2 separate regions of the Ovis aries genome follow, and region 2 is linked to region 1. Evidence: chromatin contacts called from public Hi-C data. All regions are on one chromosome and are shown on one strand. Each heading gives the region's core, a stretch centred on a gene start, on an enhancer-like site or on the middle of the called end of the contact. The rest is flanking DNA. Distances are from core to core; before and after follow the strand shown.

The links. A called contact is a pair of places that touch in the nucleus more often than the background predicts.
Region 2: a Hi-C map of tail adipose tissue shows a contact between it and region 1, with 10 times the contacts expected there. The contact joins two enhancer-like sites. A contact is called at or near these places in 15 of 16 Hi-C or Micro-C datasets (blood, hypothalamus, liver and 7 more).

What each region holds. Positions count from the first base shown.
Region 1 is chr3:209,912,437-209,915,966 of ARS-UI_Ramb_v3.0, forward strand. It overlaps LOC132659635 (a long non-coding RNA gene), which reads right to left. Exons shown (of 3, transcript XR_009600295.1): 3 at 628-3,530. Among named protein-coding and RNA genes, the nearest start is that of PLEKHG6, 25 kb to the left of the region's middle. Within about 2 kb of position 1,980, at least 40 of the 54 cell types and tissues checked have an H3K27ac peak or open chromatin away from gene starts, as enhancers often do.
Region 2 is chr3:210,089,935-210,093,464 of ARS-UI_Ramb_v3.0, forward strand. VWF (von Willebrand factor) reads left to right here. Exons shown (of 52, transcript XM_027967983.2): 11 at 1,873-2,009; 12 at 2,296-2,434; 13 at 3,406-3,506. Among named protein-coding and RNA genes, the nearest start is that of VWF, 39 kb to the left of the region's middle. Within about 2 kb of position 2,012, at least 25 of the 54 cell types and tissues checked have an H3K27ac peak or open chromatin away from gene starts, as enhancers often do.

The DNA.
Region 1 (3,530 bases), core at 730-3,229:
TGGTTTCCTCAGAGTATATGCCCCGTAGTGGGATTGCTGGGTCATATGGTAGCTTTATTTCTAGTCTTTTAAAGAATCTCCGTACCATTCTCCACAGTGGCTCTATCAGTTTGCATTCCCACCAACAGTGTAAGAGGATTCCCTTTTCTCCACACCCTCTCCAGCATTTATTGTTTGTAGACTTCGATGATGGACATTCTGACCAGTGTGAGATGATACCCCATTGTAATTTTCATCTGCATTTCTCAAATAATGAGAGATGTTTTTAAGTGTAAAAAACTCCCACACAATGCCAAGTTTACCATCTGAACCATCTTTTTAGGTTTACACTTCAATAGTGTTAAGTACCTTCATACAGCTGTGCAATCAATTTCCAAAACTCTTCATTTTGTAAAATGAAAATTCTGTACCCATCAAACAACAACCTCCCATGTCCCCCTGCCCCCACCTCCTGCAGCCCTTGGCAACCAGCCTTCCATCTCCTTCTGTCTCTGTGGATTTGACCACTGTAGGGACCTCGTGTAAGTGGAATCATACAGCACATGTGTGTGACTGGCTTATTTCTGGGAACATTATGTCCTCAGGTTCATCTGTGTTAGCCTGAGTCAGAATTTTCATCACGGGGGAGGAAGAGGACCCGGATCAGAGGCCACGGTGATGGGTAAGTCTTTTGCATGGATGCCGCCTGGTAGAGTGAGTAGTTTCTGGGAAGAGCAAGCCTGGGGCCAGGAGCCCAGTCTTCAGGGAAGGAGGGGGAGTGGCCAAGAGGCTAGAGGATGACAGTAAGCGTTTACCTTTCCTGAGACTTTTCCTGTTAGCTGACCTGTAAAGGGTGGGGGGATAATCTCTCATTCCCCAATTGCTGTGGAATTAACGTGTTGCTTAAATAAGTGGTCTACAAATTGTCATTATACAGTGACCTAAGTCTTCCTTTCCTTCTCTGAGTTTGGGTGCATAATGGCACCTGCCTCCTCCAGGGTGGCTGTGAGTGTGAAATAAACGCATAAACTAAGCACAGAGTTGCTCAGTCGTGTCTGGCTCTTAATGACCCCATGGACTATACAGTCCATGGAATTTTCTAGGCCAGAATACTGGAGTGGGTAGCCTTTCCCTTCTCCAGGGGTTCTTCCCAACCCAGGGATCCAACCCAGGTCTCCCGCATTGCAGGCAGGTTCTTCACCAGCTGAGCCACCAGAAAACTGAGATCATGACATCTGGTCCCATCACTTCATGGCAAATAGATGGGGAAACAATGGAAACAGTGGTAGACTTTATTTTGGGGGGCTCCAAGGGGGCACCAAAATCACTGTAGACTGATTGCAGCCATGAAATTAAAAGACGCTTGCTCCTTGGAAGAAAAGTTACGACCAACCTAGATAGCATATTAAAAAGCAGAGACATTACTTTGCCAACAAAGGTCCGACTAGTCAAAGCTATGGTCTTTCCAGTAGTCATGTATGGACGTGAGAGTTGGACTATAAAGAAAGCTGAGCGCACAAGACGCACAAGAACTGATGTGAACTGTGGTGTTGAAGACTCTTGAGGGTCCCTTGCACTGCAAGGAGATCCAACCAGTCCATCCTAAAGGAGATCAGTCCTGAATATTCATTGGAAGGACTGATGCTGAAGCTGAAACTCCAATACTTTGGCCACCTGATGCAAAGAACTGACTCATTGGAAAAGACCCTGATGCTGGGAAAGATTGAGGGCAGGAGAAGGGGCGACAGAAGATGAGATGGCTGGATGGCATGACCGACTCAATGGATATGAGCTTGAGTAAATTCCGGGAGTTGGTGATGGACAGGGAGGCCTGGCGTGCTGCAGTCCATGGGGTCGCAAATAGTGGACACAACTGAGCGGCTGAACTGAACTGAACTGAGGCACAGAGGGCGTCTGGTGGAGCAGCCGAGGGAGAGGAGGGGCAGGGCAGGGGCTGGGAGTGGGCGGGGCCCAGGGCGCGGGGAGGGGCGCAGGGGCGGCAGGGCTTCCCGGTGGCCACGAGGGGGCGCCGCGGGGGCGGAGGGAGCGGGTCTCCGGGCGGGCGGGTGACTCACGGCGGCGGGAGGGAGGGAGGGAAGATGAGTCAGCCGTCCTCCGGCTTCCCGCTCCCGCCGCGCCCCGGCAGCCGCCCGGAGCTGACCCTAGGGAGGGGCCCCGGGGGCGCCGCCCTGCAAGCGGCAGGGCCCGGGCCTTCCCGAAGCGGGGGCGCCCTGAGTCTCGCTCTCAGCGTCTTCATCTTCGGGGCCGGGGCTTCGGGAGGAGACTCCGCGCTCGACCGGGGCTGATGATCCAGGGCGGCGGGTGCCAGCTTGGGAGCCGCAGAGGCGCTGCCCCTGGCTCGGGGTGGGCGGTGGTCTTGCCTGCGGGGCCAGAGGAGGGGGCTTCCCTGGGGAGCCGCTCCCGCCAGGCCGGTGGGGTCCGCTAAGATGCTCCGGGTGCGGTGGGCTGCAGGCGGCGGCGCAGAGAACAGGGTCACCCCGCCCTGCCGCCAAAGCCGCACGCAGTAAACCTACCCCGTTCCTTGGCGCGCAGGCTGTTTCCGCCTCTTCCCAACCTGGTGCCCGATGCCCGGTGCCCGGAGAGGGTCTGACTCAGACCTTGGGGGTCAGAGCTGCCCTAGACCTCGCGGAGCCTGGGCCCCGGCCTCGCGTGGGCGATCCAGCCCAGGCAGGGAGGTGACTTGTCCTAAGGCCCCAGAGGGGAGACCGAGCTCCTGAATCGGGACCTCCTACTCACCAGCCCGTGGAAAGTGCTTAAAATTGTTCCTGGCACCTAGTCTGCCATTATGTATAATAAATAATATATATGCCTAATAGCTCATCTTTGTGGGGTACTTACTGTGTGCCCCTGCGTGTTCTTCGTGGATTGCTTGATTCTCACAATTGCACTAAGACACAAACACTACTCTTATCCTCATATGGGGGCTGGGGAAACATGCTCAGAGAAGTTAGGTAACTTGCCCAAGATCACACAGCTAGGAAGCAGTGTGTGGGAGTTAAATCCAGACCTCTTGAATTCAGAGGCTGCATGCATGAGACTGACTTCAAATATTGGTGAGGTGCAGGTGTCAACACAAAAATTAACTGGCCCATCTAAGAAAGAAATGGGAGATTTTTATCTCCCATTTGGTGCCAAACTGAGGCGTTATATCCTGAGAACAGCCTCTCAGAAAGCTTTGAGAACTGTTTGGCCTGTTAGGGGCTTCCCTGGTGGCTCAGAGGGTAAAGTGTCTGCATGTAATGTGGGAGGCCTGGGTTCAATTCCTGGGTCGGGAAGATGCCTTGGAGAAAGAAATGGCAACCCACTCCAGTACTCTTGCCTGGAAAATCCCATGGACAGGAGACCTGGTAGGCTCTAGTCTGTGGGTTGCAAAGAGTCAGACACAACTGAGTGACTTCACTTCACTTGGCCTGTTAGAGGCCAACACGCGGTTGTGTAACAAGGTTTGAGAGAGGGGGCTGTACATTAAATGACAGGTTATTGACAGTTTACATGATCCAGATCCACAGGCATGAAGCACAGTCATGGAT
Region 2 (3,530 bases), core at 762-3,261, 180 kb after region 1:
CTTCACTGCGTTTCTGAGCCTGACTACCTGGGGTTAGTGCAGAACCCGGAGGTGAGGGTCTGCAACCAAGCGTCCCTACTTCTGATGCCAGCCATGGTAACTGCTAGAATGGCTCACGGAACTTGGGCAAACACTACACTTACTATTATCAGTTTATTACAAAAAAAAAATAATGAAGGATACAAATGCTAGATGAAGAGGTACACAGGGCAAGCTCTGGAAAGGTCCTGAGCCCAGGAGCTTCTTTCCCGGTGGAACGGGGGTCACCACCTCCTGAGTGTAGATAAGCTCACCAATCTGGAAGCCCTCCCAACTCTGTTGTTTATTTTATTTTAAAAAATATTGATTTATTTGGCTGTGCTGGGTCTTAGTTGTGGCGTGCAGGATCTAGTTCCCTGACCAGGAATGAAACCTGGGCCCCCTGCACTGACTGGGAGTGGAGTTTTAGCCACTGGACCGCCAGGGAAGTCTCTGATTAAGGGTTTTAATGGAGGTCTGGGGGCTACTTGCCCTCCCCCTGACTTCCAAGGGCAGGGCCACACCTGGAGACCCCAAGTTGGGGTCCCACCCCATGCCCGCTGTGCCTTTCAGTGCAGATATAGGCATGAGGTGGTAGTCAGGGGCTGATAAGCCTGGTCTTTGACAGGTGGGCAGCTGGCACCCCCATCCCCCTCCGCCTTAGGCCTTTGGGGACTCCTGACTGTGTGACAGGGCCCAGCATCAGCCCCTGGAGATGGAGCTGGCTGTAGGGCCCACTTAGGGGGAACTTGGGGTGCAGAGCAGATCCCTGCCGTGGAGGATGAGTCTTTGCTGTTTGCAGGCTGGGGGTGACAGGGCCGGGAAGGAGGGCTCCCACTTTGTGGAACAGCCATGGCTTGTGTCCCTGGTTATTTGTCTGTAGAGGAGAAGGTGGAGACGGGACGCGGAGAGGGGTGCTGGGAAGGACTCCAGACACTGCTTGGGCTTCAGTGGGGCCATTGTGGGCCCCAAGATGGGGATGCCCTGAGTGGGGCGGGGCCAGCAGGCGTCACTGGAGATGATGGCAGAGCCCCCTTGCCCCCCACAGATGGTCTGTGGTCCAGGGTGTGTTGGGCCTGCACCATGGGCTGATCTGGGGCCTGGGGAGGACAGAATAGCGGTTGGATCTGGGGCAAGTCGAGGGCTGGAGCTGCAGGGTGATGCTGGGGAGTCCTCGCTGCCACCCCCAGCTGTGTCAGCCTGGCTGGGGAGCTGGCTCGGGCGGTGGTGAGATAGTGGGCAGATGGTGTCCTGGGCCCCCACTGGCCCCGCTGAAGTCCCAGCAGGGATTTGCCCATGAAGAAGCCTGAGAACTGCCCCTCGGCTGGGTAGGGGGTGAGGACAGCATCCCGGCCCCTGGACTGCTGGCCCCATCACTGTTCTGGGCTGGCTTTCTGCCTTCTCGCCCTCAGGGACTCTCCTGGTTGCGGGGAGCCCCCATGATAACAGTGCAGAGAAGGGCTTCTGACCCCAGCAGAGCAGAACCCAGGGAGGCAGTGGGGAGGGCTGGGAGCCAGAGTGAGCCCAGAGTCCAGAGCTGGAGCTCACCCTAGCTTCTGACCCAGTGTCACCACCCAGCGTCACCACCCCCCGCAGCCCAGCCCCCTGGGTGTGACTTCACACCCTGAGGCTCAGGACTGACCCACTGGGCCTTGACCTCCCATGGCCAGAGAAGTGGGGCCTGAGTAGAGTCCTCCTGTGGGGCCCCTCTCTAGACCGTGGTGGACAGAAACCCAGGAAGTGCCCCCCACTGGGACAGCCCCAGGGGACCCACTGGGACACCCCCTCTCCCCTCCCCCTGTCCCGCAGGGAACCCACTGGGATACCCACTCTCCCCTCCCCCTGTCCCCCCAGGAGAGTGTCTCATCACAGGACAATCCCACTTCAAGAGCTTTGATGACAGGCACTTCACCTTCAGCGGGGTCTGCCAGTACCTGCTGGCCCAGGACTGCCAGGACCACTCCTTCTCCGTCATCATAGAGACTGTTCAGGTGAGCCCGCCAGGCAGCCCCGGGGTGCCGACGGGGATGAGGGCCAAGGTGACTCCATGTGTACTTCTTTTTTCTGGACCACCCAGCAAAGAGGAGGACAGACAGGGCGCCCAGGGCTCCTTGAGGATCCGGGTCCCTGATTCCCTTTGGGCCTAGAGTCTTGAGGAGAGAGTGGTTCCGAGTGAGCGAAGCTGAGGCTGCCTGGTTGGGGTCTTTCCCTGAGTGCATGGGCTGGGGGCTGGGCTGGGGGTGGTGGTGACACCCCTCTGCACGCCCCTCCTGGCAGTGTGCTGACGACCCTGATGCGGTCTGCACCCGCTCCGTCACCGTCCGCCTGCCCAGCCCGCACCACGGCCTCCTGAAGCTGAAGCACGGGGGTGGAGTCGCCCTGGATGGCCAGGACGTCCAGATTCCCCTCCTGCAAGGTGGGCGCCCTCCTCCCCTGGAGGCCCCCACCCAGCTCGCCCTCAGCGCCCCCACCCCTCACTGCCGCCTCTTCTGTGAGACTGTGAAGGAGTGCTATTGTTGGAGGACAGGCTGGTGTCTGAATTTATGCTGCAAGAAAGGAAGGCTTCCTGGAGGAGGAGGATGAGCTGAATGATGGCGGGGTGGCTGGTGATGGGTCAGACCCCAAGACATCATGGGGCAAAGCCAGGTGACCCTGTGACCTCTGGGAAAAGCTCCCTGCTCAGTGACTTTGCCAGGCGGCAATGCACCATTACCCACAGTATGATTCCAACCTTCACTCTCAAAGGGGCTCCCGTACCCCGCCCCTCTTCCTTGTGACCACTGGCCACCTCATGGCTCAGCATCCCCCTGTTGCACAGAGTGGGTGACCTGGGCCAGTGGGTCCACAGCTTGTCTGTGTGTGCTTAATGCTGTGTGTCTCCCATGAGATCCTATGTTCTCTAGGATAAGAGGTGTGCCTCCTACGTCGTCTCTAGAGAAAACCTCAGGTTTAGCTTTGCTCACAGCATTGCTCAGCGGTGAGAACTGGGTTACTCAGCCTGGAAGCATGTGCCACAGCCCAGGGAATGATAAAGGGCTTAGAAGAGGTTCAGTGAAAAACCCGTCCTGGCTCAGGGCATGTGTATAAGCTGAGGATGCAGGAGCCTCTACTGCCCCCTCGTGGCAGTGTGGGAAATGGCAGGCTACTGGAGCGATGCAGAGGCACCTTCTTCTACGTGGAGCCCAGTTTGCGCTGCACCCACCCTGATCCACCTTTCCTCTGAGACCCTCTGTAAGCCTCATGGCCACCCCCAGCTGCCCCCTAATTGACTGCTTTCATTGCCACAGTGCTCTGTGACAAAGCCCACCTCTCTCTACAACCCATCTGCCTGCTGCCCTCTGCCCTGGCCGTACCCCAAGCCTGAATCCCAACCTTGCTTGGTTCCAGGTGACCTCCGGATCCAGCACACTGTGACGGCCTCCCTGCACCTCATCTTCGGGGAGGACCTGCAGATAGACTGGGACGGTCGCGGGAGGCTGCTGCTGAAGGTAGGCGCCCTCCTGGCAGCCGGA